Regions from separate parts of the Mus musculus genome. Here regions 2, 3, 4, 5, 6 and 7 are each linked to region 1. Evidence: chromatin contacts called from public HiChIP or PLAC-seq, Micro-C, capture Hi-C and promoter capture Hi-C data. All regions are on one chromosome and are shown on one strand. Each heading gives the region's core, a stretch centred on a gene start, on an enhancer-like site or on the middle of the called end of the contact. The rest is flanking DNA. Distances are from core to core; before and after follow the strand shown. Region 1 holds the start of Rasd1 (RAS, dexamethasone-induced 1). Region 2 has its middle 20 kb from the start of Atpaf2. Region 3 holds the start of Nlrp3 (NLR family, pyrin domain containing 3). Region 4 holds the start of Tom1l2 (target of myb1-like 2 (chicken)). Region 5 holds the start of Olfr225 (olfactory receptor 225). Region 6 overlaps Tom1l2 (target of myb1-like 2 (chicken)). Region 7 holds the start of Mprip (myosin phosphatase Rho interacting protein).

Region 1 (4,213 bases), core at 751-3,250:
TGACAGCTTCCTGTCACCTGCCATGATTAGCAGGTGGCCTGTGGAGGAGAGTATGAATATTCTCCAAAACAAGGCCCCCTGGTATAGGCCAAGTGAGGCAGAGGGTAAACAGAGCCAGGAGGTCTAGAGCAGGTCCCACTTGGAAGTGGGAGGCCATTTTCCGAAAGCCAGGTCCCTCTCCAGTTCTTGGCCACTGGCACTGAGCACTGAGGCAGGAAACCTAAAAGCAAAGCACCATTTTCCGTTTCTAAATTATTTTATTTTAAATAAAAAATAATAATAAAGACCTCACACAATAGAAATGTAGAGATTTTGTTCATGTCACATTGACACTGGAACTATTAAAGTGCAAGTTTTGTGTTTTGTTTTTCTTTTGGGTAATTGCACACACACATGTAAACAAGTCACTTGGCTATGATTGAACACCCCCCCCCCCCACCTCCAGCCAAAGTTTCCAGTTTGCTGAGGACAGAGGTGGCTGACAGCGGCCATGGCAACACCAATCACAGACAAGATAATGCCCTATTATTAGTCCTGCCCTGAAGCGAGCAGGACAGTTACTTTAAGTCTCACAGGCTGATGAACTTCACACGCTTTTTCTCAAACCTCTTGAGAAAAATGCCAAGCGCCCCTCTGCTGGGTCCTGGCATCCCAGAATCGGAGGTGACAGCTCCTGTCTTAGCTAGTTCTCTTTCCTTTCACAGCAGGTGACTGTCCCTTACTGGCTTGGTCTCCCCGGGCTGGGTCTCAGGGAGGGAAGGAGAAGGCCAATTGGCGCTCCTGTGGCACGGACCGCTAGTCCAGGAATCCGATTTGACTTTTGAACAAAAAAGGTCCTCAGGTTGTGTGGCTGACCCTGGGGGCTCCTAACTGATGACACAGCGCTCCTTGTCCTTAGCCTGGCTGCCGACACTGGTTTTTTCACGAATGTACATGAGGTCGCTGTGCACGCTGGGTCTGCGAGCAAAGGGCGCCAAGATGCCAAAGGCATCGCCGTGGTCGCCCCCGCCTCCGCTGCCCGCACGCAGAAGCTTCTTGTTCCTCAGAGCCTTCTTGTGCAGTACGTCGCAGTACTGCACAGATACCTTGCGGTGCAAGTCGGGGCTCATCTCGCTAGGCAGCTTGGCCATGGCAAAGAGCGCACGGAACATCTGGTCCAAGCTGCTGTTCTTCTTGGCTGAGATCTCGAAGTAGGCACAACGCTGAGGGTCGTCACCCACCAGCTGCTCAATCTCCCGCTGCTCTACTTCCCGGTAGAAGTCCCGGTCCCCTTTGTTACCGCAAATGACCAGCGGCACGTCCACATTCTCTTTGGTTTTGTTCTTGAGACAGGACTTGGTGTCTAGGATCTGCTGTTTGAGCCTTTGCACCTCTTCGAATGAGTCGCGGTTGTCTAAGCTGAACACCAGAATGAAAACGTCTCCTATAAGGGAACGAGTGGGAAAGGTGAGGACAGCTGCCAGGCACAGAGCTGCAGACACCCCAGGTGAAGGGGCAAGCCCCAAGCACAACACACCAGCCCCATCCACTCCCCTCAAGACTCCGGTCCCCCTATCCCCGTCGACTCCCCACTCACCTGTGAGGATAGAGAGGCGCCGCATGGCGGGAAACGGATGATTGCCGGATGTGTCCAGTATGTCCAACTGGTAGACTTCGCCGCGGATCGAGTAAAACTTTCGGTGGAAGTCCTCGATGGTAGGGGTGTAAGCATCCTCGAAACGGCCCGTGAGGAAGCGCGACACAATGGCCGTCTTGCCCACTTTGGATGAGCCGAGGATGACCATCCTGTAGCAGTTCTTGGCCGGGATACTCAGTTCAGAGTCGCTTGGGCACATCTTCTTGATCATCGCGGCCAGTTTCATTGGGTAGAGGGGCCCCAGGGGCGGATGCGTGGCCGAGAGAAGGTAGAGAGAGGGCTGCAGAGAACTCCGGAGTGACGGAAGAGCTTGGCTTCGGGACTGCGCGAGCTGGTCTGGGCTCTTGGGTACAGACAGCAGGCTCAGGCTTTCCGCGCCCCACACCGCCCTTATATTCAGTTGGCCGAAGCCCGGCCAGGCACCTCCCAGCTAAGGTGCGTCACGTCCCGCCCCCGGACGCGCCCAGCTCCTCCTAGACGCAGCGACCTCCGCCTTGGAGCCTGAGGCTCCTCTTCAGACCTACGTGCGCTGAAAGGAAAACTAAATCCAAACTACGGCCAGTGGGATCCGGCGCTTCCCACTTTTGGCCGCAGAGGTCCTGGCTGTGCCTTTGATTCACTTACCTCTGGGATCTCCATTCTCTTAACACTAGTGCACAGACACCCACTTTTCTTGGGCCTTAGTTTCCCCAAAAAATATTATCTGATGATAGCAACAGATTTGCTGGACATTTGCCCCAGGGCCAACCCCTTAGGTCCCCGGACTCTTGGTGCTCTCCTGGGCTTAGTGTCCGGTGTTTGTGGGTTTTCTATGTTATCGTCCGCGCTTTGCGCTTCAGCCACCAGAGGGAAGCAGGGAGCCCCACGGACCCGCTGGGATGCCTAAGGTTGTGGCCACTCTGGAGAGGGGCAGGAGGCTGGCTGGGGACCCTGACGGGGAGCGCTGTCATGGACTTCCTGTGCTCTACTTTCCCAACTAGAGAGAATCTGATCGATGGGGACCTCAGTAGAGGAGAGTCTGTACCTGACTTCATACTTCGAGACAAGCCCCTTTAAAAAAAAAAAATCAAAACAGGCCAGAGTACCTACAGCCTCCTATGGCTTTCGGGACTTTCCCCTCTCGTGGGCCAATTCATCGTCATTTTGCACTGAGGTGGCTGACTGGGGCCGATGATCTCAGAGGAGGCCTGGAAGCACAACCTTCACTGTAGTTCAGTTTCCCTTTCTGAAAGATGACACTGGTTCCTTGATTGTAAAGATTAAGTACAAACACGTTCCGAGACCAGGGCCTGGTCAGAACAATAAAAGTATAGTATCAGGGAGGCTGCCTAGGGGAGGAAGCCGGTGGCAGGTTGATCAGTAACCAGGACTGAGTGATGCTTGAGGAGAAACGGGACGCGTCTGCTGCTTGTAACTGACGACACAGGTGAGCTGTGTTTATTCTGCTCTGACCTCGTCTTATTTAGGAGAGGCCCAGAGACCGAGTGGCTGACAAATGCCCCTTGCCCATCCAGGCAGTCTTGGTGTCCCACAGGCAGGGCTAAAGTCATTCCCACCCATCCAGATGCTTGCACTATGATCCAGGATTTCAACAGAAACCCAGTCTCTAGATCAGCAGTGGGCATCCTGCCTGGAGCCCATGCAACGTAGGTGTATTGATTTGGTGGTCCCTGTGCTAAATGATAATGCTCTCCCTGGAGACAGAGAAGCAACACTCTGCATTTAACAGATGGGGGAACTGAAGCACAGGGAAGCACGCTGCTGGCCACCTGGCTCCCAGTCTTCCCTTCCTCCCCTCTGCCTGTGCCCCCACAACAGAGCCCACTACACAGGCTGCTGCGGTTGTCTGGCCCGTTTCAATCTAGCAGGATATCCATATTCACTCCCCTTCCTCCCAGGCTGCTTCTACATCCATATCAATTGAGGAACCCGGGACTCATCAGCTAGATCTAGGACAGGCCAGTTGGGGTGAGTCCTTCACCTCCTGGTTCCTGCCCTTGCCCCTGCTCCCCTCCCTTCACCTGGGGTGTCTGCCCTCATCTGGGAGAAGGACCTGTGCCTCAGCCAAACACAGGACTGCTGCATTCAGTAATAAGCATAGAGTGTCACTGCAGGAAGAGGCCTCTTAAGGGGGCAAGTAATGGCTGCGCACCCGGCTGAGGCCCTTCTCCTCTGCCTCCAGAAGGCACTGTGTGGAAGGCTGGGGCTCTGACTCAGGATGGGCAGAGCCAATGTCACCATTCCCCTGAGTCTTCAGTCCCAGGAAAATCCAAGGAATAAGAAGAGAGGGATGAGCTGGGCAGAGGTGGTGCACGCCTTTAATTCTAGCACTTGGGAGACAGAGGCAGGTGGATTTCTGAGTTCGAGGCCAGCCTGGTCTACAGAGTGAGTTCCAGGACAGCCAGGGCTACACAGAGAAACCCTGTCTCAGAAAAACCAAAAAAAAAACAAAAAAAAAAACAAAAAACAAAAAACAAAAAACGAAAAACAAAAAAACAAAAAAAAGCAAAACCAAGAAGAAGAAGAGGAGGAGGAGGAGGAAGAGGAAGGGGAGGAGGAAGAGGAGGAGGAGGAGGA
Region 2 (4,213 bases), core at 959-3,458, 430 kb after region 1:
GCATTATCTTTCCCAACTCTGGATGCTGAGGACCAGGGAAGCAAGAAGCTGAAGCTCCCATGCGCCCATGTGGAAGATGAGTGGAAACACACATGTGCATGTCTTCCCATCACGGTAACAGACTCCATTCGCAATCACCTTATAGAGTTTATTCTTGATCTTAGTTGCATAGGGTCCAGTCCATGATCAGTTGGTACCATCATGGCAGGCGCACACAGAGCAAAATGATCCACTTCACAGCCAAGAAGTGAGATGAAGAGGAAGGATTGGGGTGTGTGTGTGTGTGTGTCTCAGAATCTCCTTTGATAGCACATCCACAATGACCCAAAGATCTTCCATGAGGCTCTGCCACCCAATAGCAAGACCCAGGGGCATTGGCCTTTGACACACAGGCTTTTAGGGATACTGGGTGACTTCTCCTGGGGAGTCTATTTCTACCTTCCTCGGGTAGGACAACAGACCAGAGAAATACTTCCATCCAAGTCTAGCATGATGGCCAATGGGCTTAATTAGGACTACTTACAGAATGTGAGCAATCTGCTGGCAGAATCTTGCCTTCCCTCTAGCAACTGGTAACTACTTATGTACACCCCTGGGGAGGACAGCAGCCTTAATGGCTCTTGTCTCTTCCCATGAGGGAATTGTTGTTGGGCCAGACGTGTGAGGGACTCTTGCAGATGATCATAGCTGCTGATTCCCAGATGGCAATGGCTATGCCATGCCTAGAGGACAAGAGTTCCACATTCTCTGCTCTGTCGTCTGCCTCTTCTACAGTGCTCCCTGCACTTTGGTGAGGCTGACTGCTAGAGATGCATAGTTATTTTCATCCATTTAGGACTGAGCACTGGCTGCTACGCCTCAATATTTACTTGTTCTCAGTAGTTTAGGCAGGTGTGTCTCTACAGTAGCCACCACTTTAATACAAAAAGAAGCATTGCTGACTAACGCCAATCACAGCAAAAACCTCTGGGCATAAGCACAAATATTAGAAACCAATTTGAAAACCAGACTGGGGCACTGTAGTGATCTGAATATGTTTGGCTCAAGGAGTGGTACCACTTGGTGGTATGGCCTTGGAGTAGGTGTGTAACTGTGGGCATGGGCTTTCAGACCTTCTTCCTAGCTGCCTGGAAGCCAGTCTTCTTCTGTTTGTCTTCGGAATAAGGTGTAGAACTCTTGACTCTTCCTGCATAATGCTTGCCTGAACGCTGCCATGCTCCTTCCTTGATGACAGTGGACTGAACCTCTGAACCTGTAAGCCAGCCCCAGCTAAATGTTGTCTTTATAAGACTGGTCTTGGTCATGGTGTCTGCTCACAACGGTAAAACCCTAAGGCAGGCACATACCTGTAATCCCAGGAAGATCAGAAGTTCAAGGTCATATCATTAATCTTCAGTCATATAGTGAATTTAAGACAAGCCTGGGTTAGAAATACCGTCTAAATAAATAAATAAAAATAAAAAAGGACTGGAGACACAGGTAGGGTAGAGAGAAAGAGCAAGAATGAAAGACCCAGAGGGAGTGTACATATTTTGTTAGTCAAATAATATACATTTAACAAGAAAACAATAGCTTCTCCACTAAAACCTATGCCCTCCTTTAACACAGATTTTGTCCTGGCATGGGTCCCTGTACTGGCTAGTTTTGTGTCAACTTGACACAGCTGGAGTTCACAGAGAAAGGAGCTTCAGTTGAGGAAATGCCTCCATGAGATCCAACTGTAAGGCATTTTCTCAATTAGTGATCAAGGGGGAAAGGCCCCTTGTGGGTGGGATCATCTCTGGGCTGGTAGTCTTGGTTCTATAAGAGAGCAGGGTGAGCAAGCCAGGTGAAGCAAGCCAGTAAAGAACATCCCTCCATGGCCTCTGCATCAGCTCCTGCTTTCTGACCTGCTTGAGTTCCAGTCCTGACTTCCTTGGTGATGAACAGCAATGTGGAAGTGTAAGCCGAATAAACCCTTTCCTCCCCAACTTGCGTCTTGGTCATGATGTTTGTGCAGGAATAGAAACCCTGACTAAGACAGTCCCCACTGTGGAGTGGGTCTTCAATCCAAATGGAACGTAGTTTTTTGTACCCGTGTATCCTGCCACTATTGCACCTGTGGGGATCTTGCATGGATGTCATGCTGACAGCCTAAGACATGAGGCCCACAGCTGAGCAGGACCCTTGATGAGAATTCTCCCCTTGCAGCCTGCTCAGTGCTCCAGCCAGCATGAGCCAGTCGGGAAGGAGCTTCCAGTTCTGGCATGCCGCCAACAGCAGTGGGAACTGTGTATACTGTGTGTGTGCCTAAGAAACCTCCCCCACAAACAACTCGGGGAGGTAGCCCACCCCGGCCCTGGAATTCTTATTCAACAACCTTATGTCTTCTGGCTGTGCCTTCTCTTACTCACAAAGGTGCCTTCTGAGTTGACACTCTTGTATTTGGGGGTTTTGTTTGTTTGAGACAGGGTCTCACTATGTATTAGCCCTGGCTGACCTGGAACTAACTCTGTAGACCAGGCTGGCTTCAAACTCAGAGATGTTGCCTCTGCCTCCCAAGTGCTGGGATTAAAGGGCGTGCAGCATCATGTCTGGTGTTGCTCCTGTTTTGTTTTTTTCTATATAGACACAGGCTGTTGTAGGAAGTTCTCAGCCACTACACTTGGTGGCACTTGTGCCTTACCTAAGTACAAAATTCTCCACACTGTTCACAGATGTCCCCTGACCCCTGCATGGGCTGATTTCCCATGTGTGTGCCTCTTAAGTACATTTGCATGTCCTTCAGATACATTTCTAAATCTGTAAACATCTCAGAAATTAACATTATGTGGTAGATCCTTTTTATAGAGTGGGCAGGTTCTCTGAAGGCCCACCACCATCTGTTCCGAACCAGTGCCAACTGGACGAGGGAGTCAGCAGCTAAGGATACTAAAAACTTAGCTGGTCCAAAACAGCATGAAAGGGTCCCACAGTGGTGCTGTGGGAGGCACTGTGGTATTTAGCTCTCTGCCATCCATAAGCCTTCATGTCTCCTCATCCTGGGCCCAACACACCTCTCTCCAAAACAGTGAACTCAAAGGACCAAGGGGAGCAGGGCCATGCTCATCTGTTATACCAGCCTCTCCATCTGGCTTCCCAGGTCTATCACACTTTTAGCCAGCACCCTGGTGGCGTCTACCTCTCCTTAGCCATACCTGGCTACTCAAGGGCAGGGCAAACATCTCCATACCCAATATATGTTCTTGTAAGAAAGAAATGTACGCAGCTTACTTTGGGGATAGGATAGGGGAGACAGGCTCAATCTTTGCCTGTGCTGCCCAGCTGTCTTCTGAGAGCTGTTGCTCAAGCTTTAATGTCTTCTAGAGCCTCATGAGCTCAGACTTGGCAGTTTTGACTTAAAGTTCCACCTCTACGGGAGTCTTGCTGTATCAGTCAGGGCTCTCTAGAGGAATGCTTGAGTAGGGGGATGAGCAGGTATTAGAGTGGTTTACAGGCTGTAGTCCAGCTTATCTCACAATGGCTCTCTACCATCAGAAGGTCCAAGAATCCAGTAGTTGTTCAGTCCACAAGGCTGGATGATCCAACTGGTCTTCAGTATATGCTGGAATCCTGAAGAAGTAGGCTGTAATGCCAGTGAAGGAATGAACTTGCTATGAGAGCAACCAGGCAGAGAACAAGACTCCTTCTGTCCCATCCTTTATATAGGCTACTCGCAGGAGGAGTGGCCCAGGTTAAAGGTGGACCTTCCTACCTCAAAAAGCTGAATTAGCTGGATTTTACCATTTCAAATGATTTAATTAAGAAAAAGAAAAATTCCCTCACCAGGATCTCAGCATTCAGATCCCTGAGTTAGAGGCCAGCCTGGTCAACAGAGTGAGTTCCAAGGCAGCCAGAGCTACACAGAGAAACACTGTCTTGAAAAACAAAACAAAAACCACAAACCAAAGCAAACCAGTTTTTCTTTTTGAAGAACTGACAAGAGGGCTCAGTAGTTAAAAGCACTTGCTACTTTAAAGGACCATGGTTCGATTCTCAACACTAATATGGCAGCTCGCAACCATTTCTAATTCCATTTCCAGGGAATCCAATGACCTCTTCTGGCCAGTACATGGTGCACATACATACATACAAAATAGACATACACATAAAACAACAAAATTAAAATTTCCCCCCAATTCAAGTAGCTCAGAGACAGGTATCGTGATGCACACCTGTAATCCTAACACTCAGG
Region 3 (4,213 bases), core at 1,044-3,543, 420 kb before region 1:
TCTAACCTGTGGTTTACAAATGTCTTCTTCAAGGTCATTAGTGGCTTCTTTGAGCCACTCTTGTGTCCTCAGAGCTTTTGAGTTCGATTGATTGGTCTTGGTAGCTTATTTTGCCTCTTGCTGTGTTGCTTTTTGGGAGATGCCTAAAAACCTTCACTACTGTATCAACAGGCTTTCCCTGTCTTCTAGGCTTTTGGGGCTTCAGATCTGCTTAGGCCTTTAGCACTCTGAGTGGATTTAAATGTGGTGTGAGATCAGATAGTTTTATTCTTCAGCATGTAACTATCCAGATTTCTGGAGACCAACCTAGTAATGCTTTTTGCGTTTTGCAGTACTTGGGACCCAGTCGTTGGGCATACCCAGGGTCTTGGGCACGCTCAGTAAGGCAGGGGGCTCCTGTCTTCCTGAGTCTGGCTGGTCTGCTTCTCTTCAGCCTTAGCATTTGCATTCCTGTTGCTTCTGTCCCTGAATCAGCAGAGTCTCTGCCCTTTCACCTGTAGAGTAGCATGAGGAGCTGCCTCATTCAGGACACTGAGAGAGTACCTCTTGCTCAGAGTTGGTTGGAGTCTCTGCCATGGTCAGACAGTGGTTCTACAGTGACCAAGGGTGGCAGAGAAGCAGGTCTGAGCGGCCATCAGTTCCCTTGTCCTTCGGGGTGTAAAGAAAGCCAAGCACTTTGGCTTTTTCCTGGGACACAGCCACCTCAGCCTGACAGGTGAGACCAAAAGTCATGGAGTAAGACTTATGCTTTTAAAACTAACAGGAGATGGAGAACACTTGGAGCTGCGTGCTGACCACCTCCATGCCAGGAGAAAGAAATTAGAATCTAGGGTTTCAAAGCCTGATTCTGTCCTCAGCTCTCCACACACTGGTTCTGCTTGCCACTGCTTATGTCCCCCTCTCTGGGATCCTAGGCCTCACTGAGCTGCTCGCTGCCTGTGCTGAGCCCTGAGGTTTCACTTTTTCCCATTGTTTCTAAAGGCTTCTGCAGGGAACCCCCGGGAATTCTGGTCTGCAGCTTAGGCTTACACTCAGAACTCTATTGCTTGGGTTTGGAAAATCCATCCAGATGAGTAACTGCCAATCCGTCTTTGACAGTGATGCAAGCTTGTTCACGTCTTGAAGCCACATCCTTCCTGTCTCCAGTGTCACAGTGACCCCTATATATTTATCTCATTTCCCCTTTATTTGTACCCAAGGCTGCTATCTGGGTGAGTACAATGTCATGGAGCAGAGTGGATAAAAGGTCCAGGGTATTTTTAATGGCATGATTTATCTTAGTCAATAGACAAGGAATTTCTTTTAGACTCATCTAACATTAAGGTATTTCTGGGATGTTCTGTTTGCTGTTACGTGGTTCATGCATGTTAGGGAGGTGTGTGTGCGCGTGAGCGCTCACAGAAGAAGCAATTATAGCTCCCTAGGACTTAAACAGCATCTACTCAGGGTGGCAGAGGGTGGACTGCCTGTGAGGGGGGGAATGTGCTGGAAGCCCAGGGGGCAGCTAATGTAAAGAGCAAATCTGTTGTGGCAGGTCTTAGCAGCAGGGGGCAGAGGGCTGAGAACTCCTGGGAAAGACTAGGAACTGAGGGGTCAAAAGTCTAGGAGGATCTGTGGAGCTGGGGCAGCAGTCAGCAAGAACACTAGAGATGACAGAAAGATGTGAGGTGCGGCAGGAGACAGGGAGAGGAGATGCAAGAGTGGACACGAGACAGGTACATCGAGCTTGGGGCACCTTCAATGTCATCTTGCTGTCACATGAATATCAATTCGGAGGCCATCACCACCTTTCAGGCACTTTCCTCTACCATCTATGGCTTCAGTCTGAGAAAGCCACTTAGTGTCTCTACCACTCAGCAGAAGGAACCTACACACCTCAGTGGAGAAACTAGATGAGAAGAGTAAAAAGAATCAGGGCAGCATCTAGGCCCAGAGTTCTGACTAAATGTGAATCACGATGCTCGTTATAGATGTGAGATGTTAAAGAGCCGTTAAAGCGATGTACGCATGTAGTCTTCCTCTTTATATGCACACAATTCCACCTGATCGGGTTCTGTCTGTCAGTGGGAAATAGAGGAACACTGAAGGGTTAGCTGTCAGCCCGTCTGGGCTGTGAGTCCTCACCTTGGTGCTCTGGGGTTATTATAGCTTATTTTCTCCTGGCTTCCTCCTTCCTTTGAAAATAAAAGCAAGAAACCAGGGCTTTCCATTAAAAGAAATCGGGAAGCAATCTCTTCTGCTTTCTCAGTGTCTGAAGGAGGAAGCTGAGGTTGAGAAACAGTGAAGGCTGTGCCCAGGTCCTAGCCTCGTCACCATGGGTTCTGGTCAGACACGAGTCCTGGTGACTTTGTATATGCGTGTTCTCTGTATACCACATCTGATTGTGTTAATGGCTTTCTTATTTTTATCTCTACAGAGGAACTTTTCTTCCATGGCTCAGGACATACGTCTGGATCAAGCTAAGAGAACTTTCTGGTAAACATTTGGCTTACTCAGTTCTTACTAAGTCAGAGATGGTGATTCATTAAAAACCTGTACCAATCTATGGGGTACCCTTAGAGGTTTCAATATTAGCATCTAGTTTCCTGTGTTTCTGATAACTTCGTTTTCTGGAAGTGGAGACTTTTAATACCATTCTTCTTTACTCCCATGGGGTTTTCATTCCTGCACTGCCAGTGTGGACCTAAGCCCCGAGACCCTCGAAAGGGCTGCTGCTGAAGATGACGAGTGTCCGTTGCAAGCTGGCTCAGTATCTAGAGGACCTTGAAGATGTGGACCTCAAGAAATTCAAAATGCATTTGGAAGATTACCCGCCCGAGAAAGGCTGTATCCCAGTCCCCAGGGGCCAGATGGAGAAGGCAGATCACTTGGATCTAGCCACACTCATGATTGACTTCAATGGCGAGGAGAAGGCCTGGGCCATGGCTGTGTGGATCTTTGCTGCGATCAACAGGCGAGACCTCTGGGAAAAAGCTAAGAAGGACCAGCCAGAGTGGAGTGAGTAAACAGAAGGGTTTTTGGTTTTGTTTGTTTGTTTGTTTGTTTCTTACAGTAAGGTACACGTGACATAAAAGGTGGAATTTTAGTAATTTTACATATATGGCTTAGCAACAAGAAAACATATGGTTGTGCAACCAACTTCTCATCTTGCACAACTGAAGCTCCCAACACACTAGATGATAAGTCCCCATTACCTAACCCCATCTCCTAGCAACCACCGCTGTTTTCTGTCCCTGTGAACTTTACCTCTATGGATTCCTCGTGCAGGTAGATTCATGGAGGGCTTGTTTCTTTTGGCTGGCTTACTTCACTTAGCATAATGTGTTCAGGTACATCAGAATTTCCTTCTTAAAAAAGGTTAATGTTGAATATTCATGTGTGTCTATTACATTGTGCTTGTCTCATCTGTGCATATCCATTTGCTATGGATAACTATGTCTATTCAACATCTTCAGTTCTCTGGTTTTGAGTTCGAGTCTCAAGTATCCCAGGCTGGCTCCAAACACAGAATCCTCTTTTCTCTGACCATGGGTTTTCCTTCTCTCCTGCAGGGGTACGGGAGGGTGAGGGTCAGAGGGAGGGGAGCAGTGTGGTTTTCTTAATTCTGTAAAAACTCCGGTCTCAGTCTTCACTCACTCGCAGGTGACTGTTGTGGCTGGTTCCAACCTCGTGAGTTGGCTCAGTGCTGAGGTCCTCCTCTGGTTCCCCAACCAGCTCATAGCAGATGCTCGTCTGCTCTAAACCAGGGAAGCAGCAGAAGGGATTTGGAATAAACCAGGGAAGTCCCAGGCAGAAGATGCTGAGTGGGAGCTGCGGAAGGAAGTAGTCACCGGAGATAAGGATGCTGGGGTGGTGTGACTCAGCAGTAGAGCACCTCCCTGTTATGCACAGGGATCTGGGTTCCACTGGGCCAGTTGGAGATGATGATGAGGGGTGTGGCAAGGCAATGGCAATCCGGGAGAAGGAGACGGAGCTAGGTGGCAATCCAATTGCACATCACAATGCAGCCGTAATTGTTCCTGACCTGAGAATGTGTACAACAGGAGTGAAGTCTCAGCAATACAAGTCCTGACTGAGCAATTTTAGATTTTGTTTTTCAAATTAAAGCATTAAACGTTTTTAGCTATTTATGTTGTGTGCCTGTATGTGTGTGCTACGGCACCTATGTGGAGGTTAGAGGACAATATGCAGGGGTTGATTCTTTTTACCATGT
Region 4 (4,213 bases), core at 1,276-3,775, 390 kb after region 1:
TGCCCAATCGTGAGAACTGGGGTTTGGATCCCAGCACCCATATCAGCTGGATCACAAATGCCTGTAACTCTGCACCATGGAATCTGATGCCCTCTTCTTCCTCCACGGGCACCCTATTCACACTCACACCGACGCATGCACACACATACATAAATAAAATAAAATCTTTTCAATATAAGAGGGGAGGCTGGAGAGATAACTCAGTGGTAGAGAGCACTGGTGCTCTCCCAAAGGATCCAGGTCTGACTCTCAGCACCCACATGGCAGCTCACAGCTGTCTGTAATTCCAGTTCCAGGTTCTGACACCCTCTTCTGGCCTCTGTGAGCACAAGGAATCAAGTGGTGTATAGACATACATGAAGGCAAAACAAACACATAAAATTGAAATATTTATATATATACATGCACATATATGTGTTTATATGTAAACACATAAAATTGCAGTATTTACATACACACACATATACATACAGAGAAAAAGAGATACTTGAGTGAACATCAGAGAAAGAAGCGTCATAGAAGTGGGAAAAGACTTTCAGGTCCCAGAATCCATGATCACTTATAAAAGACACTTTATCAAAAAAGAACAGAATGGCAGGGTGTGGTGGCACACACCTTTAATCCCAGCACGTGAGAGGCAGAGGCAAGCGAATTTCTGAGTTTGAGGCCAGCCTGGTCTACAAAGTGAGTTCCAGGACAGCCAGGGCTACACCGAGAAACCCTGTCTCAAAAAACAAAAACAAAAAGCCAAAAGCCAAAAACCAAAACCAAACAAACAAAAAACCCAAAAGGAACAGAATGCTCCCAAATGTCAATCAACAACAGAAAAAGCCTCCGTAAGTTTGTAAGCTTAACAACAGAAAAGTAGGCTATAAATTCATATACAAAGTAGAAACAAGCAAGTCTCTACTGCTTGAACTATAAGACCCATAAGGATAGTACAGAGCCCAGTTCATAAAAGATGATTTCAACCAGCCGGCAGACCCAACTTTAATTTTCAAAAATGTTACATATGTGGGCGTTTTGTTTGCCTGTCTGTGCACCATTTACATGGTATGTTTAGGTATGTATATAAAAGACACCAGAAGAGGGCAATCAATCCCCTGGATGTGAAGTTACAGCCAGTTGTGAGCCACTATGCAGTGCCAGGGCCTGAATCTGGATTAACAGCCAATGTCTTTAACCGGTGAGCCAGTTCTCCAGCCCCAAGTTTGTTTGTTTTTAAAGCTAGTCAGCACTTTTGACTGATCTGTTGGCATAAGCTCCCACCTTGGATGAAAGGCCAAATTGCTTTATTATTCATTACTTGCAGTGCTGGATCCTAGATCAAATCCAGGATTTTGTGTGTGCTAAGTTAATGCTCTACCACTGGACTATTCCCTGGTCTGCCAGTGTTTTCTTCTGTAAGGAAACTTCACAGCGGCCAGTGCCATTCCTTATGCAGCATGCGGCCCGCCTCTAACTCCTTACACTACTGACAGCTGCTCTGATTACTCTACTACCACTTTATGTAGTGGGAGAGCAAGAGGCAATGTAAGGAGACGCTTAATATCAACAAGGAAGATTCAGAACTTTAGAACTTGAAGAGTCCCACCACATCTTATCTCCAAATACCCCGTGTGGCAGACAAGAGAACGTCAAAATATAAAGCGCACAAGGTCAGGAGGAGCGTCCCTGGCAAAGTCACTACTGGAGTCCAAGTTTCCGGGATCCAATGGACTGCTTATCAACAAAGCAGCCCTGCCTCCCTTCTTTCCTAGGAGGCCTAGGAGATTCTGCCGCCACGCCATCCCCCTGCCAAGCCAGTCACTTTCCCCGAGGGCCTCCCCCATCCCAGTCCCTCCTACAGCCTGACTGAGTTGCAGCTCAAATTAGAAGTCGTGCAGCATGGGGCATTTTCTGGGAAAGTGCCCAGCCTCAGAGCCATTGGTACCAATGAGCAGGGACAAGGACGGAAGAAAGAGTTCCATTCCACAAAGGCTCCGGGAGACAGAGGCCCTGGGAGCAAAGGCAGCGAGATACCTGGGGAAGAGTACTCGCAGTGACATCTCCCAATACGCAAGGGTAAGCAGACTAGCATGGACACTACTTCTGGGGAGAGACTTGAAAGGCTGGGCCCTGATGGGCAGGGATGCCGGGGACCTCTCTAAGTCCAATCGGCACCTCGGGGGAGCCTCCTTGTAGGGTGAGGTGGCACCAGCGTCAGGCAGAGGCCTCGTGACAAGGATGCCCAGTCCACCTTTGAGATGACACCACTTATTGGCAGAGGCCCAACCCGCACGTGAGGTGATTTCAGTGCCGGGAGGAGGCCCGCGGATCTCACCAGCCCGGTCAGCCGCTGTGGCTCACTCGACGCCTGCCCCACGCGCGGCCTTACCAAGACACTGCCCTACAGGGGTGCTGAACGGATTCCCCAGCAGGAACTCCATCTCGGCGGGCCTCGTTCCAGCCCGGACTCCTGTGTGCCACGGGTCTCCGCTGCCCGCGCCGCGTTCTGCCCTGACTGACACTTGCCCCCGCCCCACCCTCCGGAACGCTGAGCGCCCGGCCTGACCTCGCCCTCTGGGTGCATCTCTATTGGGCAGCGTCTAACCAGCCCACTTCCGATTGGACGACACTCCACTCTCAGTGAAGTCCCACCCACCCCGCGGCGTCCGATTGGGCACGAAGCAAGCTAAGTCACTAGGGTCTCCGTCAGCCTAGCGGCACAACCCCCGGACCCGCCTCCAAACGAGTGGCCGTTCTTCTTGATTCATTAGCACGTTGGTCAGTCTAGAGAATCTTTACTATTATTGGATAAAAGGTGTGTCAATCGTTTACATAGGCGGGCAGAAAGAAAGCGTAACTAGAAGTTGAAGCTCGTTGACTGTGCTGATTGGAGAAACGTTTGTTTTCTTCAAGTCTGGTTGGTGTTAGAAATATGGCCACGTGACGAATCAACTTTCACCCAGGATATTTATCGCTTGACTTCCCCTTAGCAACCAAGTGGCGGTGTTTGGTTCCCCAGCAACCAAACGAAGCGTCTACTGCAAGGGGAGACAGTCCTTAGGAAGGTAAGAATCAAGAGTTTAGCTCCAGAAGATTAGAGGTTGCATGATTGAGGTCTGTCTTGTAACTCTTCTTGGAGGACTCCGACCTGACCCGTCTCATCTGTAAAATGAGCACACATGTCATTTTTACACTTGTACTGAGACTTAATCGGGCTTTTGAAAAAGAAAAGAGCGTATAAAATCTTAAACTAGCAAAAGCAAGTAGGAAAAGGGTCCATCAGCCAGTTTCCTGGCCTGATTCGTTTCACTGAAAGAGAGGTACCCGATACACTGATAACTCATTCTAGAGTTTGGCTGTTATATCCATCCTCTTGATCTGCAATAAGGTATTTCATTTGGTGCCGTATGAAGTGTTTGCGATGAGAATAAAGATATCAAGGTTCCATCTCAGTCTCTGTCAGTAATTCACTCTATGACTTTGGTCACAGACCCCCCCCCCGGCCCCCCACATACACACATACCTCAAGCCTCAATTTCCCTATCTGGGAAGTAGGGACACTAAGATGTCCCTTTTAAATAGCTCCCAGAACTGGCATGGAGTTAAATAAGTGGAGTGCACTGAGAGTACGACAAGGACTTATTCTCATCAGTTGCTTTTATTCTCATTACTGTGGGACTCATAGGGTCTACATAGTGTTTCAGGTCCAGCTAACCCAGGCTGTTGTTTCCCAGGTAAACCAGTGACGAGGCTACCTGGTTGATTTGTTTGTAAAGCTTTCTGCTGCTTCTCCACATCCTACCTCTGGTCTTCACCAAGGACACTATCATCAGGCAAGTCAATGGGACCCCCATTTGGATAAATTATTGACATCCTCCCCATAGGGGAGGATTCTTTGGGCCTTGTTCTGTAGGCAGAGAACATGTGACAATGTCTGTCCCTAGTGTGCTGGGTACAATAGAGTTGTGATTAAGAAAGTGGATTCTGTGTTAGACATGAGGTCGTGCCTCTTGGTAAATCTTCATATTAGTCAATCGAGAAATTTCTCTTACAGAGATCCCTACTGTGTGCTTTCATAGTTCCATACACCCACTAACCTGTCAATGTTTGTAAGTAGATATTGGGATAATTTATTTAATTCAAGTGTGGTTCAGAAGTCAGGCCACACCTCTTCAGTATCCTTTCACAAGGTTGGTTATAGAGAGCCGCTCTGACCTTGTAGCTT
Region 5 (4,213 bases), core at 630-3,129, 350 kb before region 1:
TGGGTCTCAAAGTCTCTTCCAGAGTGAATGCTGCTATAACCACAGGACTGGGTAAGTTATCACATAGGTGAGTTCCAAATAAAACAATGACCCTGACCTCTCTCTCTTCTGTCTTTCTACTATGGAATGGTAAAACGAAAAGGCACTCACCAAATGTATCCCCATGACCCCGAGCTTCCCAAACTGGAGATAAGTGTAAATCAAACACATTTCTGTTTGTTACAGATCATCCCTTCTCCCGTATTTTGTGCAGCAGTGTGGAATGGGCCATAAAAATGTCCCCAGCTTTTCCTGAACACTTATGATTGTACACCTCTCAGCTTATAGTATATACTGCTACAAACATTATTAGAATATTTGGGTTTGCTACTGGCAATGAATTAAGCCCATTAGTTTGTTTATACTTCAAGCATTCCGAGAGTCTGTATCAGACAACTTGTGAATTGTTAGGAAGATCTGTTTTCAATGATTTTGCGGTTGGGATTTCACCAGATAACCATGAATCAAGGTATTTCTTTGGACAAGAAAATAACCTCTAGCCTTCAATTAAAGAATGTGGTCAAGGGAACTCACCCTTTGCCATTGTCTTTTTGTATCTTGGAGCATGTGATATTTATTTTCTACTTCTTCTATTTTTCATTCATTGTATTACTGGATTCCCTTTTTTAAACTGGAAGCAAAGCGTGGTTTAAAGTGTAGCCATGAGACAAGTAACAGGCTGTTGACTTGTGGCATGCGGGGTATGAGGGAGGACAGCTGCCAGCTTCTGTTGCCCAAGAACATGGCTGCGACTTTTCTTAAGAGAAAGGCCAAGCACAGAGAACCATGTGCGGGAAGATTTCAGCCTTTAGCAATCATTTTTCTTCTCTTGGGAAAAATGCCCTGACTCCCCTTTCATCTGAGGGCCTCACCTGGCTGCAACATCTCAATCCTGGACTCGGTCTCTTCATGCATCTCTCAGAGATGCAGGTCATTCTGAGGAGAGGTCTTTGCAGCAAACAGGGCTTGGGTATTCCTAAGCATCCTCCTGACAGGTGAATTCCTCCTTGCAGACCAGCATCTTAGAACGCTGGGGCTTCAGGAAGCTTGAAAATCAACATGTCTCATATTTGTGAGACATTTTGCTCTTTTTTTTTTTTCCTTCCTGTGTGCCATAATTTTCAGAAAAACTCCACACAATGAAAGCTACTTTGGGTCTCTTAGGCAATGTCACTTGAATCACTAGGTCACAAGGTGAGACCAAATCTTTAGCTTTTCAGAAGTCAGAACATTTAGGACCATGGGCTCTTAGTTTCCTGGAAGCATAGTTAGTCACTGTGAGTAACTTGAATGCCAACGTGTGCCTCATTCCCTTTCCACCTGTAACTCGTGGCACAAGATCATAAGAACAATAGCCTAGGTTTTTATGCAACTGATCTTTGATGACTGAAACATGGACATGGGGTGAGGAAATGGGAGATCCAAGCAAACTTCTTGAAACAATTTCACAAAAATGAAAAGGTGATTGTATCAAGTTTTTGAAAATCACTGCAATGTTAGAAGACTCTGGGAAAGTGACTTTTTAAAATGTTACTTTATTTCTAAAAATATCAATAGGTGCTCCATTTTTAAACTAAAAAAAAAAGATTTGAACATTTATCCGTTTACCTTAATTAAATGGATTAGAGTGCTCTTTGGGGGATAGTTTGAGCTTCCTTCCATGGTAGACAAATATCTTCTCCTGGTACCTCACCTGACAGGCAAGCATTAAACAAGTCGCTACAGTTAAAATATTGATGATGTGGTGAAATACGTCCCTGCTGGGGGACCGTTTGTGTCCAGATCATCTTGGCTTTTTCCTAATGCTTGTGTGTCATGCTTTCTGAACAGGTCACAGCTGATGGAGAAGAACAATGAGAGCTCTGGGGAGTTTATTCTCCTGGGCTTCTCTGACCAGCCCCGGCTGGAGATGGTCCTCTTTGTTGTCTGTACGGTCTTTTATTTTCTAGCTGTCACAGGCAACTCAGCCATCATCTTCCTCTCCCTCATGGACCTCCGGCTACACACACCCATGTACTTCTTCCTCAGCAACCTGTCCCTTCTTGACCTCTGTTACAGCACCAGTAGCATCCCCCAGTTCCAGATTAACCTCTGGGGCCCACGGAAGACCATCAGCTTCGTAGGATGTGCTGTTCAGCTCTTTGCCTTCCTGTCCGTGGGGGGCATCGAGTGCATTCTCCTGTCAGTTATGGCCTACGACCGCTTTGTAGCTGTCTGCAAGCCACTGCATTACCTGACCATCATGCACCCACAGCTGTGCCTGAAGCTGGCAGCCTTTGCCTGGCTCGGTGGCACAGCCAGCTCGACACTGATGTCCCCACTGACCATGTCTCTGGGGCGGTGTGGTCATCGCCGTATCAACCACTTTGTGTGCGAGATGCCGGCTATCATCCACATCTCCTGTGTGGACACAAGCTGGATAGAAGGCCTAATTTTCATCCTGGCCATCCCTATTGTTCTTGTGCCTCTCATTATGATCCTGGTCTCCTACGGCTACATTGCTGCCGCCGTCCTGAGGATCAAGTCTACAGCTAGTCGGCGCAAGGCCTTCAACACCTGCTCGTCACACATGGCGGTGGTGTCTCTTTTCTACAGTAGCATCATCTACATGTACATGCAGCCTGGCAATTTGGCAAGCCAGGACCAGGGCAAGTTTCTAACTCTGTTCTACTGCCTGGTGACCCCCACGCTAAACCCTTTCATCTACTCTCTGAGAAACAAAGACATGAAGGCGGCCATGTTGAAGGTTCTGGGAAAAGATAGAAACCTGCTCGACCCGCAGGGCACTGACAGGACCTGGAACTCACCTCACTTGTCCATGTGTTTCGGACCCATAGTGAATCATAGTGACAATAAGCCAAAGGTGGCAACGATGTGGTGTCTTGTATCCCATAGGTCCCAGATCAGTGATGTATATTACTGTCTGCAGGGAAGGGCCTCCATTTTATTCAAGGAGATAGGACTTCTTACAAAAAAAAACCCCAGCAAACTGACAGAAAAAGACCTGTGGCTTCCTTTTTTGCACAGAGTGGAGGAAATGATTTATTTACAGCTAACCTGTGATGCTGTTCAGACACAAGAGGAAGGAGGCACCGTCTGACAGAATGTGTGCGCATGTGCCTGTGTGTCAGAGAAGTAATGGGAACACTTGCTCTCTCCCATAGAAAGCTGTCTCAGTTTTCCAGCTCTATTGCTCCACCCTGTGGAGCAAACATTCCCATGTCCTCTGATGGTCACCAGCCAACCCTCCTCCCTGTCCCCGCACAAACGGACTTAACTGTTTAACTAAAAGCATTGCTTATTTTAAACTTCAGGTCATGGCCCATGTATAGGTCACAAAGTGAGTTTAGTGAATGTAGCAAGCATTTCAAAAGTAGCACAAAACAGAACAGATTGGTCTATGGAAACATGAGTCAGCTGTGTGTTTTGATTTGACAAATGTGTTTTGGTTTTTGGGTTTTTGTTTTTTTTTTCTCTTGTTCTTGAGGCACGATCTCTGTAGCCCAGCGCCCCTCCTTGTCTCCCAAGTGCTGGGATTGCAAATATTTGGATTACCATGTTCAGCTTCGTTTTTGTTGTTTTCTTTTCCTTCTCTCTTATTTCTTTTAGACTTTTGCGGGGCTGGCATGGAAGCCAGGGCCTTGCCTACCCCAGGCAAGCACTTGACCTCGGCACTCTCTACGTCTCAGTAATGAGTGGGTGACAAAGCTTGCCGCCAGTGCTCTAGAGTTCTCGTAGAACCAGCTCCCGATGGATCGCTCCCGATGGATCAATCAGGCCTTCTGCATCAGAGAAAGACTGGGCACCGAAACTTTAAGGATGGCAGGGAGTGTCTAGGGAGCAAGGCCATCACTGCTTATGGAGGAGGACTAGTGAGAATGAACCAAGATGAGGCTATCAATGGCAGTGATGATGGCGATGCTAACCATGAGGAAATAAAACATTCAACTCATCCTTCACCCTCTGACAGTTATGAAGTAGGACTGTCTTAACACTGAAAAACACGTCAGCTCGCTTCACATTTTCCCTTCTGATTTACAGGGAATACCAGAATGAGAATGTGAGTTTGTTGTAGATGCAAACAGAATGTCTTTTATTCTTTCCCTTTCAGCATTTTGTACAAATACGTGAGTTGCTCCCATTAGTGGGTGTCTTAGTCAGGGTCTCTATTCCT
Region 6 (4,213 bases), core at 1,133-3,632, 340 kb after region 1:
TTATATGCTACCCATCAGGCAGTCATTCTGCTGAGCTACCTTCAATGCACCAGACCTGTGAACGCATAAGCTTTATTTAGCTCATTTTTCTAACAACTCCCACCCCAAATTGGTTGAGGTGGTGCTAGGGAACCAGCAAATCAAAGACTTGCAAGAGTGATGAAAAGGGGAATCCAGGCATCTATAGCAACACAACTACACACTTGGCAGGGGAAGAAAAAGACAGGAGCACCTCCTCCTGCCAGCAATACCCACCAGACCCTGCCAACAATACTCAAGGGCTCATGCGGGCCTGCACCAACTAATTCCATCACTTGTCTGAGATAATAGCCCTCTCAGTATTCTCTTGCAAGGAGCTCCTCAACGTGCCAGGAAAACTTTCTGTGGCAAGTGTTGCTGCCTCACTGCCCTGGGCCACCCTCCCTGCCTCTCTCTGTGATGGTACAAGTCAAAAAAAAAAAGGGGGGGGGAAACTTAAGGTTTTTTGTTTGTTTGTTTGTTCTGTTTTTTTAATAATCATTTACTTCCAATGAAAATAAAGCAAAGATGACCATGAGCCTGGAATTATAGTTATTTTGTTTTGTTTTCGAGACAGTGTCACTATGAAGCCTTGGCTGACTTGGAACTCACTATATAGACTAGGCTGACCTCAAATGCATACATATCTACCTGAACCTAATATGTACTTTACTGTTCATTTATTAATCCATGATATATGAATGACTGTAAGCCAGGTGTTGTGGCACACATCTTTAACCCCAACACTGGGAAGGCAGAAGCAGGAGAAAGTTCAAGGCCAGCCAGGTCTACAGAGTGAGTTCCAGGACAGCCAGGACTACACAGAGAAACAAGATTTAATTAATTAATTAAAAATCTATCACTCCTCAATGGCCGGTCAGGTCTAATATGAACACTGTGCGTACTAATTACGGGCTCTATGCTTTCTACACTTTTAAAGACTACAATTACCCTACTTACCTTACCTGGATAAGACTTATAATCATTTCTAAGTCATTTCTAACCCAAGAAAACCTATGGAGAAAATGAAATTTCAATACATTTTTGTTTCAAAAGTAGAAAGGAAAACCAAGAACTCATGAGAACAGGCAGCACTCATTCCCAGGTCAGCCAGGGCAGTGATGCGGTCCCTGGACAGTGCTAGCAGCCTATTATACGGAGACAGGACCTTCCACTTTAGAGGATCCCTTCAGAAACGGTTTGACTATGCTGAGCAGCTAGGTTTCCTTGGGTAAGGAAGTGAGGAGGTATATATTTTGGAACAAGATAGGTCCAGAGTCAAACCTCACTTAGGGGTTACTGGGATACTGGGCACAAGGGGTGCACCTCAGTAGCAGCATGCATGCCTGGCATCCCAGGACCCTGGGTTTCACCCTAAGCCCTTTACTCCAAGCATACACACGTATGTGTGCATTGACCTGGATATAGGCATGGAGCTTTATTCCCTTGATTCAGTATCTCATCTGTAAAATGGGACTCACAATATTAACAAGGATGAAAATGATTCTGCCATTTCCTTGTATACCAGAATCGCCTGCAGAGTTTGTTTAAAATGTAGATATGTGCATCCTGAGCCCAAAGATTCTATTTCAGTGCATCTGATGTGGGGCACAGAAATCTGTGGGGATTTAAATTATTTTTCATTTTTAATTACACAATATGTAAATATATTTCTCCCTTGTAAAATATTAAAACATTACCTTATCAGTTATGATTGCATTCAGCTGCAAGCAATTAAAAACCAACATTTGCTTAAGCAGATGGGGGTTTATTTTTCTCGTGGAACAAGAAGAAATCTTGAAGCAGGTAGCATGAAGGTACAGTGACTTGAGAACTATGTGACTGTCATCATCTACTTGAGGTTACAAGACAGTGGCTGCTACCTGAAAGCCCATGAAACAGGAAGGGAGAGGGTACAAAGGCTGGGGAGTGTCCACTTATGAAGGAGTGCTCCCCTAGGAGTCTTCAGCTTACAGGCCAGAGTTTATAGGTGGCCACTCCTAGCTACAAGGGAGCCAGAGAAGGTAGTATCTTAGCTGGGCAAAGCCACTCCAAACAGAACCAAGGTTCTATCAGTGCACTGGTTAGGGCCTGACACACACTAGAGCCACCTGGGTTGAAGGAGTCTTAACTGAGGTTGCCCCCATCACAACTGACCTGTGGGCATTCTGTGGTACACGTCTCTGGGACATTTTCTTGATTGCTAATTAATATGAGAGGGCCCAGCCCACTAGGGCAGTGCTACATATAAAAAGAACAGCTGAGCAAGCCAGAGGAAGCAAGCCAGTAAGTAGCCTTCCTCTGTGGTCTCTGCAGTAGAAAGAAAACTAGGGCGGTATGGAATAAATGAGGAACAGTAACTGGGTACCTGCTGAGCAGTTTCACTTTCATTACAGAGAAAGGCTACATTCTCTATGGTGCGCCCTCTCCATCAATCCTGGCTTCGTGCACATTTTAAAGAAACTCTTCAGGAGATTCTGGTGCCCCCTTAAGCAGCTTTTTGGGAATTACTGGCAAACTTACACAGAGGTTTCTACATGCCTTGAGAGTTCAGCTCAGTGCAGCTGCAATTCGAAGTAACTCATGAATATTTACTCTGATCTTCTTTCCCTTCTCTAGAAAACTTAACCTGTTGTTACAGCCACACCTCACGGAGGGCTGGCTGCAGATGGGAGACAATAATGGGATGTGGGAAATTATCAGCTCGTTTTAGAAATCAAAACCCAGGGATGTGCCCTGGGCCCAAAAACATGAGGCTGATGGGGACAACAGCATCACCCACAAGGTGACTGACCCCCTACCTAGAACACAAGGGTCACTGTGCGGATGACGACTGAGTCAGGGACAGGGAAGTGGTGAAGCCAGAGCAGGCAGCTGTGCGTGGAAATAAAAAATAGTTCACAGAGTTTAACATGTGAAAGGTATACCTGTGCAGACGAAACCTGTGCAGACGAAACGCCCTCCTCCCACCCCCCCGGGAAGGCAACCCCACAACCTCTAAAACCTTAGGCTAAAACAGGCAACTTACGCCTGGCTCTTTCTTTTACTTAAGAAAAAAAAAGATTATTTTATTTTATTTTTATGTGTATGTATATATAACTACTGTATGTATGTGTACCATGTGCATGCCTGGTGCCCATGGAGGCCAGAAAAGGAGTACTGGGTCCCCTGGGTCACAGACGGTTGTGAGCTGCCATGTGAGTGCTAGGGACAGAACCTAGGTCCCCTGGAAGAACAATGAACACTCTCAACCCTGAGCCATCTCTCCAGTCATCTGTTTTGGTTTGGGTGTATGAGGAGGGGCAATTTCTAACAAAAAGACGATTTCTTTGATCGATACACAGGCATCTGTAAGCTTAGCTATAGGGATCCCAGGTAGGAAGATTATTTGAGCAAAGAACCAGAGACGAACTAGGAAAGGTAATAAAACTTCATCTCAAAAGAGATAAAACTTTCATTTTAAGATATATCCGTAATTTTAAATTTTATTTTATTATTTTATGTGTATGGATTTTTCCCTACTCAGATGTCTGTGTAGCATGCGCATGCAGTACCCAAGGAGGCCAGAAGAGGGTATCGAATCCACTGGAACTGAGTTACATAGAGCTGTGAGCTGCTCTGTTGATTCTGGGAATCAGACCCAGGACCTCTGGGAGCCATCACTCCAGCACCCATTTTATTTTATTTACACACAGAGAATTTTTTTAATTACTAATGCTATCTAGTCATCAAGAATAACAGGATAGTTTTTAGAAGGCCTTTGGTGGGTCAGTTCATCCACCTCTACGCCATAGCTCACATCTGGCCTTTGTGTACAATTATACAGCAAAAAAGGGCTGCAGCCAAAGCAAGTGTGTGATTATGTATGTAGGACAGCACGGCAAGGCTGCTGACTATGATGGCAATGTTTTGACATCTGAAACAACGGTGATTTAACAAGGAGAAACAATCCAGAATAAAACACAGGCTCAAGGTCCCTGTGGTTTGCTGATGGACGTGCTGTAAAGGCCAGTGGATTTATTACTCAGCCACTGTATTGCACTCAGCTGCCAAACTACCCTGCACACAGCAATTAGGGTGGAACTCAGGACACTCCATGCATTACATATAAAGCCTCTGAGAGAAGCCAAAATGCACAAAACCCCAAAGCATGGCAAGCAGCCAACTTAAGAAAAGTTTTCTAGGGATAGGAGGG
Region 7 (4,213 bases), core at 980-3,479, 300 kb before region 1:
ATTTGCTTGAGGTCGAGCTCTTGTCAGGCTACCAGCCTCAGGATCCCTGAATCACTCTTCCTCATACCCACAGCTGTGACACCAGTGGTATGTGGCTGGCCTGGACAACGTATGCTGGGCATTTTCTTAATAGGGTAGCCTTGATTGGCCCCAAGAAACGGGTAGAACTTTAAAATATATATTTTTTGAAAACTTGTAATTAGATTTTAAATGTATTTCGTGTGTGTGTGTGCGCGTGCGCGCGCGCACATACGCACACACTGTAGCACACACTGTACTACTCATCTGGAGGTCTGAGGACAACTTTCAGGAGTTTGTGCTGTCCTTCCACCATGTGGCTTCAGGGGACTCATCTCAACTCATCAGGTGTGGTACCAAAGGCCTTTACGCGCCTTGCAATCTTGCTGGCTCTAAGTCTTTCTTTTAAACAGCTTGTACATGCTCATAAAACAAAACCCGAAAGGAACAAAAAGGTTTTATATTGAAAATTTAAAAGTAGGTCACCTCCCAATAACCCAGTTCTTCTCCCCAGAGGCCACCACTGGTATCACTTTCCGAGTATTCGGTGCAGACAAGAACCGTCAGTCTCCCTTTACCCCTTCCCCGTCTTTATTCTGGAAAAAAATTTAAATCAACAAGGTCGCAAGGATAGTCCAGTAAACACCCTTTCCCAAAATTCACCAATTAACAATTGGCCACATTATGTGAAGTATTTTGCAAAGATGATTATCACCTAATGCTTGCAACACCTTACATTCATGTCAGTTTTGTCCATGTGGTCAGTGAGGTGCCAGTGAGGGCAAAAGACCTGCCCACAGCTGGATCAGAGCTGGGCTTTCCCCTCAGGCTGCAGGCACACTTTGATCTGGGCTCCTTCATTCCTGATTCCTTGTGCAGGAGAGCATTTCTTTCTCAAAATGGAAATGCACCTCCCCGGGGTAGTCACCAGATGACCAGTGGAAAAGTACGCAACTCTGAAGGCATTTCTCTCCTAAAGCCTCCTTGTGACCTGAGCGCAGCTGCTCTCAGTGCCACCACCTGCTCCAATATCACCTCCATTGTGAAGAATGAGTTAGTTCAGCCTGTTAAAAAACACAGGCTGACTTCTGGAACTGCCAGCCAGCTGAGCCTGGAATCTCAGGTCAAAGTGATTCCTCCTTTCTGTCTTGCCTCCCTCACTCTTTCCCTTTCCTCTCCTCCTTAGCCTCCTTATAAAGGTCTCATTACGGTCCAGACTGGCCTTAAACTCTCCACCCTCCTAGATCTACTTTCAGAGTTCTGGGACCACATACTCCTTTCTTGTTCCTCCTCCCCACACTTACACCTGCATACCTTGGGAACAGTTCTGCATGCTCTCTGCTTAGATCCATTTCACTGCTGCTGGGAACAATTTGCCTCCTAAGGAGCAGGGGTTGTCCCCCTCCATCCCCCTCCCCTCCGCCCATTCTGGACTCCTCTGTCGTTTCCTTTCCAAGTGGCCTTTTGCCTGGGAGTCTGGACAAGAGTGGCCTGTAGTATATAGTTCAGGCCCTTCTTGCAGAGTGACCTTGCACAAGCTATTCGCAGTGTCTGAGCTTTTGTCTCCTCAAGCACAAAACGGAGGTAAGAGTGCGTACGTAACTCTAGCAGAATTGGGCTCCCATAATAGAATTGACAACTCCTCACGGCTGCTGACATCTTCTAGTCACCTCGGAAACACTACGTCTTATTACTTAACTGCTCCGCGCGCCTCAGTTTCCTTACGTAAAACCGGAATGGTCACGGGAAGGTTATGGAACTTTAATGATCTAAAACACGGGAAGCACTTGAAACAATTTCTAGTCTTTATGGTGGCATCTGGGTCGACCACAGACCTAGCACACAGTAGGGGCGCAGGCTAGACGAGGCAGAAGGCCGCAGCGAAGAGACTACGAGAAAGACAGGGGCCCGCAGGGAGACCGCGGAGATCTCCGGCGTCCTTCCGGGAGCAGCCCAGCCCAACGCCGCAGCTGTCAGGCCGCGGGCGGCGGCGCCAGTCCACCAAACCTGAAAGTTCCATCCCAGCGCCTCCACCTTCCCAGCCTGGACAAGTTACCTTGCGCCCGCTGCTCCCGGTCCCGCCCCCGTCATCCATTGGTCGACGGGTTTCTTTGTTAGCAGGAGCGTGCGGGTGCCATTGGCTCGCGGGGCTGCCGGTTGCGGTGCCCCGCCCCACCCCGCCCCTCCCCGAGTGCGCGCGGCGCCCAGCTCGGTTCGTTCGCGGTGGCGGCGGGCGCCGGGTGAGCGCGACGGCTGGACTTGCCGGCCGGCGCCTTGGGGGCGGCCGCGGTGGAGCCAGCGGCCGGAGGCCGCGTCCGTCCATGGGCCCACAGCGGCCGGGCGGCGGGGCGGGGCGCGAGGCGGCGCGCGCGCTCTGAGGCCGCGGCGAGCAGGCGGGGCGCGGCGCGAGAGGGGAGGCCTTTCCGGGCCTGCGGCGGCCAGCGCAAAATGCGGCGGCGGCCGCGCTGAGTCCCCGACCCCCGGGAGAGCGCTGGGCCGTGGCGGCCCGCTCCGCGGCCGCCTAGCCGACATGTCGGCGGCCAAGGAAAACCCGTGCAGGAAATTTCAGGCCAACATCTTCAACAAGAGCAAGTGTCAGAACTGCTTCAAGCCCCGCGAGTCGCATCTGCTCAACGACGAGGACCTGACGCAGGTGAGCTGCCGCGGGTGCGGAGCTGAGAGTCCTGCCTGCGAGTCGTGCCGGGGAGCGCAGAGCCTGCGAAGGCCAAGAGAGAATAAAAATGGAGCAGGGAAAAAAAATGCGTGAGAGTTGGGGGATGGGGTTGGAATGGGGGCGGGAAGAGTATCGATAGAGCTGGGACAAAGGGAAAATCCTCAAGAATGCCGAAAAATAACATCCTTTCCCGTTCCCATAGCTCTGCCGTGTGATTCATGCTTGTTGGGTGACTCAAAAAAATGTCTGGTTTCCCTGGATAGGAACAAAGTGGGGCTTGCTTGCCACTTGTCAGTACTACCCCCCCCCTCGCCCCCCTCGCGACTTGTCTTGGGACTGGACGCAGACTTGGCCACCAAACTGTCCCAGGAATTGGCATGTTTGCGTGGGTCACCAGTTTCCATCTTGTGGAATAGAGCCTGCTCTCCTTCTAAGTCACTGTCACCGTCAGGGTCTGAAGAGAGATGAGGTGTTTCTCTTCAGATGGGTGGGTCTTGCTCTTGAACTGAAGGTAGGAATAGCTTTTGTCGAGGGGTAGGGGCTTCCCTTCTTGGTTTTGCTTTCTGGCCCAGGAGACCAAGAAGACCTGTACATTCTGGGGAAAGTTGGTTTCCCCCTCTGTCTGCCCTTAATTTGTTAGTCAGGATTTTGGACCAGGTTAGACGCTCTTCCTAACCCGTGTCAAAGTCACAGTCATGGAAAACAGAGTTCCAGACCTCCAAGTCACAGTCATGGAAAACATTGTCCTAGATTGCCAAAGACCTCCAACCCCGGAGCAGTGTAGGAGATTGGGAATTTGTGTTGGTACAAGGTCTCCAATTTGGGCAACTGGCCCTTGGGAACTGGTTGCTCTCCCGTTTCTGGTGTTGAGGATTCCTGGCCTTGTTTGCAGCACTTTGGGAAAGCACTATATATCCTGCTCCCCTTTCCCCTCGCCCACTTCCTTTGCCCCCTGCTTGCTGACTTCAGTGGAGTTCCCCACACGGTCCAGCCAGTGCCACCTAGTTGTAGCCACTCCTTTTGGAAAGAGCTGTTTAGACTGAAAACATTGCTTTGAAGTGCCCTGGTTTGGCTGTTTTTAAAGCCTTTATGGGCAAGCAGGCAGGCAAGCAAGGTTTGACTTGTTTTATGGGGCAAACTAGAGTGGAGTAGTAGGGCAGGGGTTATGGCCTCTTTCTCTGAGGTCAGATTTCCAATAGCCAGGAAGCAATCAGGAAGCTTAACCAGACTCTCCAAGTCTCAGTCATTGATTTGTGAGAATGCCAAGGGCCTTAGAGACCTGTCTATTTGGGAAGGGTAGGACTCTTGAAGAGAGAGAAATGTGATTTCCTCTTCTCATTTGGATCCTGTTCAGGGAAGCAGTATATGGGATATGCGGTTACTGCTTGTGACTTTCTGAGGTCTGACCTTGAATGAGGCCTTTACCTCTGTTTTAATTTCCGTATCAGTAAACTGGTAGTGGTGATATGAAAAACAAGAAATATGTTTTATTGAGCTTTCCCCCTTATAGTTTAACAAACT

Evidence for each region. Promoter capture Hi-C pulls out the DNA fragments that hold promoters and counts their contacts. A called contact is a pair of places that touch in the nucleus more often than the background predicts. HiChIP or PLAC-seq counts read pairs in DNA pulled down with a chosen protein or histone mark. Capture Hi-C pulls out chosen DNA fragments and counts their contacts.
Region 2: an H3K4me3 HiChIP or PLAC-seq map of forebrain shows a contact between it and region 1, with 5 times the contacts expected there. The contact joins the enhancer-like site here to the promoter of Rasd1 in region 1. A contact is called at or near these places in 5 of 39 promoter capture datasets (the 3T3-L1 cell line, the C10 cell line, cranial neural crest and 1 more), 4 of 484 Hi-C or Micro-C datasets (the G1E-ER4 cell line, adipose-derived mesenchymal stem cells, nephron progenitors and 1 more), 3 of 115 datasets of contacts at active chromatin or transcription factors (embryonic forebrain, forebrain and neural tube) and 1 of 9 other capture datasets (embryonic stem cells).
Region 3: a promoter capture Hi-C map of the C10 cell line shows a contact between it and region 1. The contact joins the promoter of Nlrp3 here to the promoter of Rasd1 in region 1.
Region 4: a FOXA1 HiChIP or PLAC-seq map of pancreatic cancer cells shows a contact between it and region 1. The contact joins the promoter of Tom1l2 here to the promoter of Rasd1 in region 1. A contact is called at or near these places in 2 of 39 promoter capture datasets (cranial neural crest and liver), 3 of 115 datasets of contacts at active chromatin or transcription factors (embryonic stem cells and pancreatic cancer cells) and 1 of 9 other capture datasets (adipose tissue).
Region 5: a capture Hi-C map of macrophages shows a contact between it and region 1, with 2.5 times the contacts expected there. The contact joins the promoter of Olfr225 here to the promoter of Rasd1 in region 1.
Region 6: a contact with region 1 is called in a promoter capture Hi-C map of pre-B cells, with 2.7 times the contacts expected there. The contact joins the enhancer-like site here to the promoter of Rasd1 in region 1. A contact is called at or near these places in 12 of 39 promoter capture datasets (the 3T3-L1 cell line, the C10 cell line, the HPC-7 cell line and 10 more), 1 of 15 datasets of contacts at CTCF or cohesin (pro-B cells), 9 of 484 Hi-C or Micro-C datasets (Sertoli cells, cerebellar granule neurons, cerebellum and 5 more), 3 of 115 datasets of contacts at active chromatin or transcription factors (astrocytes, forebrain and memory CD8 T cells) and 1 of 9 other capture datasets (embryonic stem cells).
Region 7: a Micro-C map of embryonic stem cells shows a contact between it and region 1, with 3 times the contacts expected there. The contact joins the promoter of Mprip here to the promoter of Rasd1 in region 1. A contact is called at or near these places in 1 of 484 Hi-C or Micro-C datasets (embryonic stem cells) and 2 of 115 datasets of contacts at active chromatin or transcription factors (embryonic stem cells and pancreatic cancer cells).

The regions. Positions count from the first base shown.
Region 1 is chr11:59,962,944-59,967,156 of GRCm38.p6, forward strand. Rasd1 (RAS, dexamethasone-induced 1) reads right to left here and starts at 2,001. Exons shown (of 2, transcript NM_009026.5): 1 at 1,577-2,001; 2 at 238-1,423. The coding sequence starts at 1,862. The coding sequence ends at 867. It overlaps Med9 (mediator complex subunit 9), which reads left to right. Exons shown (of 2, transcript NM_138675.3): 2 at 1-363.
Region 2 is chr11:60,394,508-60,398,720 of GRCm38.p6, forward strand. No RefSeq gene overlaps it. Among named protein-coding and RNA genes, the nearest start is that of Atpaf2, 20 kb to the right of the region's middle. Within about 2 kb of position 2,209, at least 8 of the 459 cell types and tissues checked have an H3K27ac peak or open chromatin away from gene starts, as enhancers often do. A contact at or near this core is called in forebrain, where this site is marked.
Region 3 is chr11:59,540,393-59,544,605 of GRCm38.p6, forward strand. It overlaps Nlrp3 (NLR family, pyrin domain containing 3), which reads left to right and starts at 2,294. Exons shown (of 10, transcript NM_145827.4): 1 at 2,294-2,475; 2 at 2,677-2,997. The coding sequence starts at 2,721.
Region 4 is chr11:60,350,380-60,354,592 of GRCm38.p6, forward strand. Tom1l2 (target of myb1-like 2 (chicken)) reads right to left here and starts at 2,526. Exons shown (of 15, transcript NM_153080.3): 1 at 2,378-2,526. The coding sequence starts at 2,429. Drc3 (dynein regulatory complex subunit 3) reads left to right here and starts at 3,001. Exons shown (of 14, transcript NM_029044.2): 1 at 3,001-3,053; 2 at 3,723-3,821.
Region 5 is chr11:59,611,087-59,615,299 of GRCm38.p6, forward strand. Olfr225 (olfactory receptor 225) reads left to right here and starts at 1,880. Exons shown (of 1, transcript NM_001011740.2): 1 at 1,880-3,139. The coding sequence starts at 1,880. The coding sequence ends at 3,139.
Region 6 is chr11:60,303,434-60,307,646 of GRCm38.p6, forward strand. The region is part of intron 1 of Tom1l2 (target of myb1-like 2 (chicken)); the gene reads right to left. Among named protein-coding and RNA genes, the nearest start is that of Gm38501, 47 kb to the left of the region's middle. Within about 2 kb of position 2,383, at least 95 of the 459 cell types and tissues checked have an H3K27ac peak or open chromatin away from gene starts, as enhancers often do. A contact at or near this core is called in the HPC-7 cell line, astrocytes, hematopoietic stem and progenitor cells and 3 more, where this site is marked.
Region 7 is chr11:59,660,278-59,664,490 of GRCm38.p6, forward strand. It overlaps Mprip (myosin phosphatase Rho interacting protein), which reads left to right and starts at 2,230. Exons shown (of 24, transcript NM_001368931.1): 1 at 2,230-2,671. The coding sequence starts at 2,549.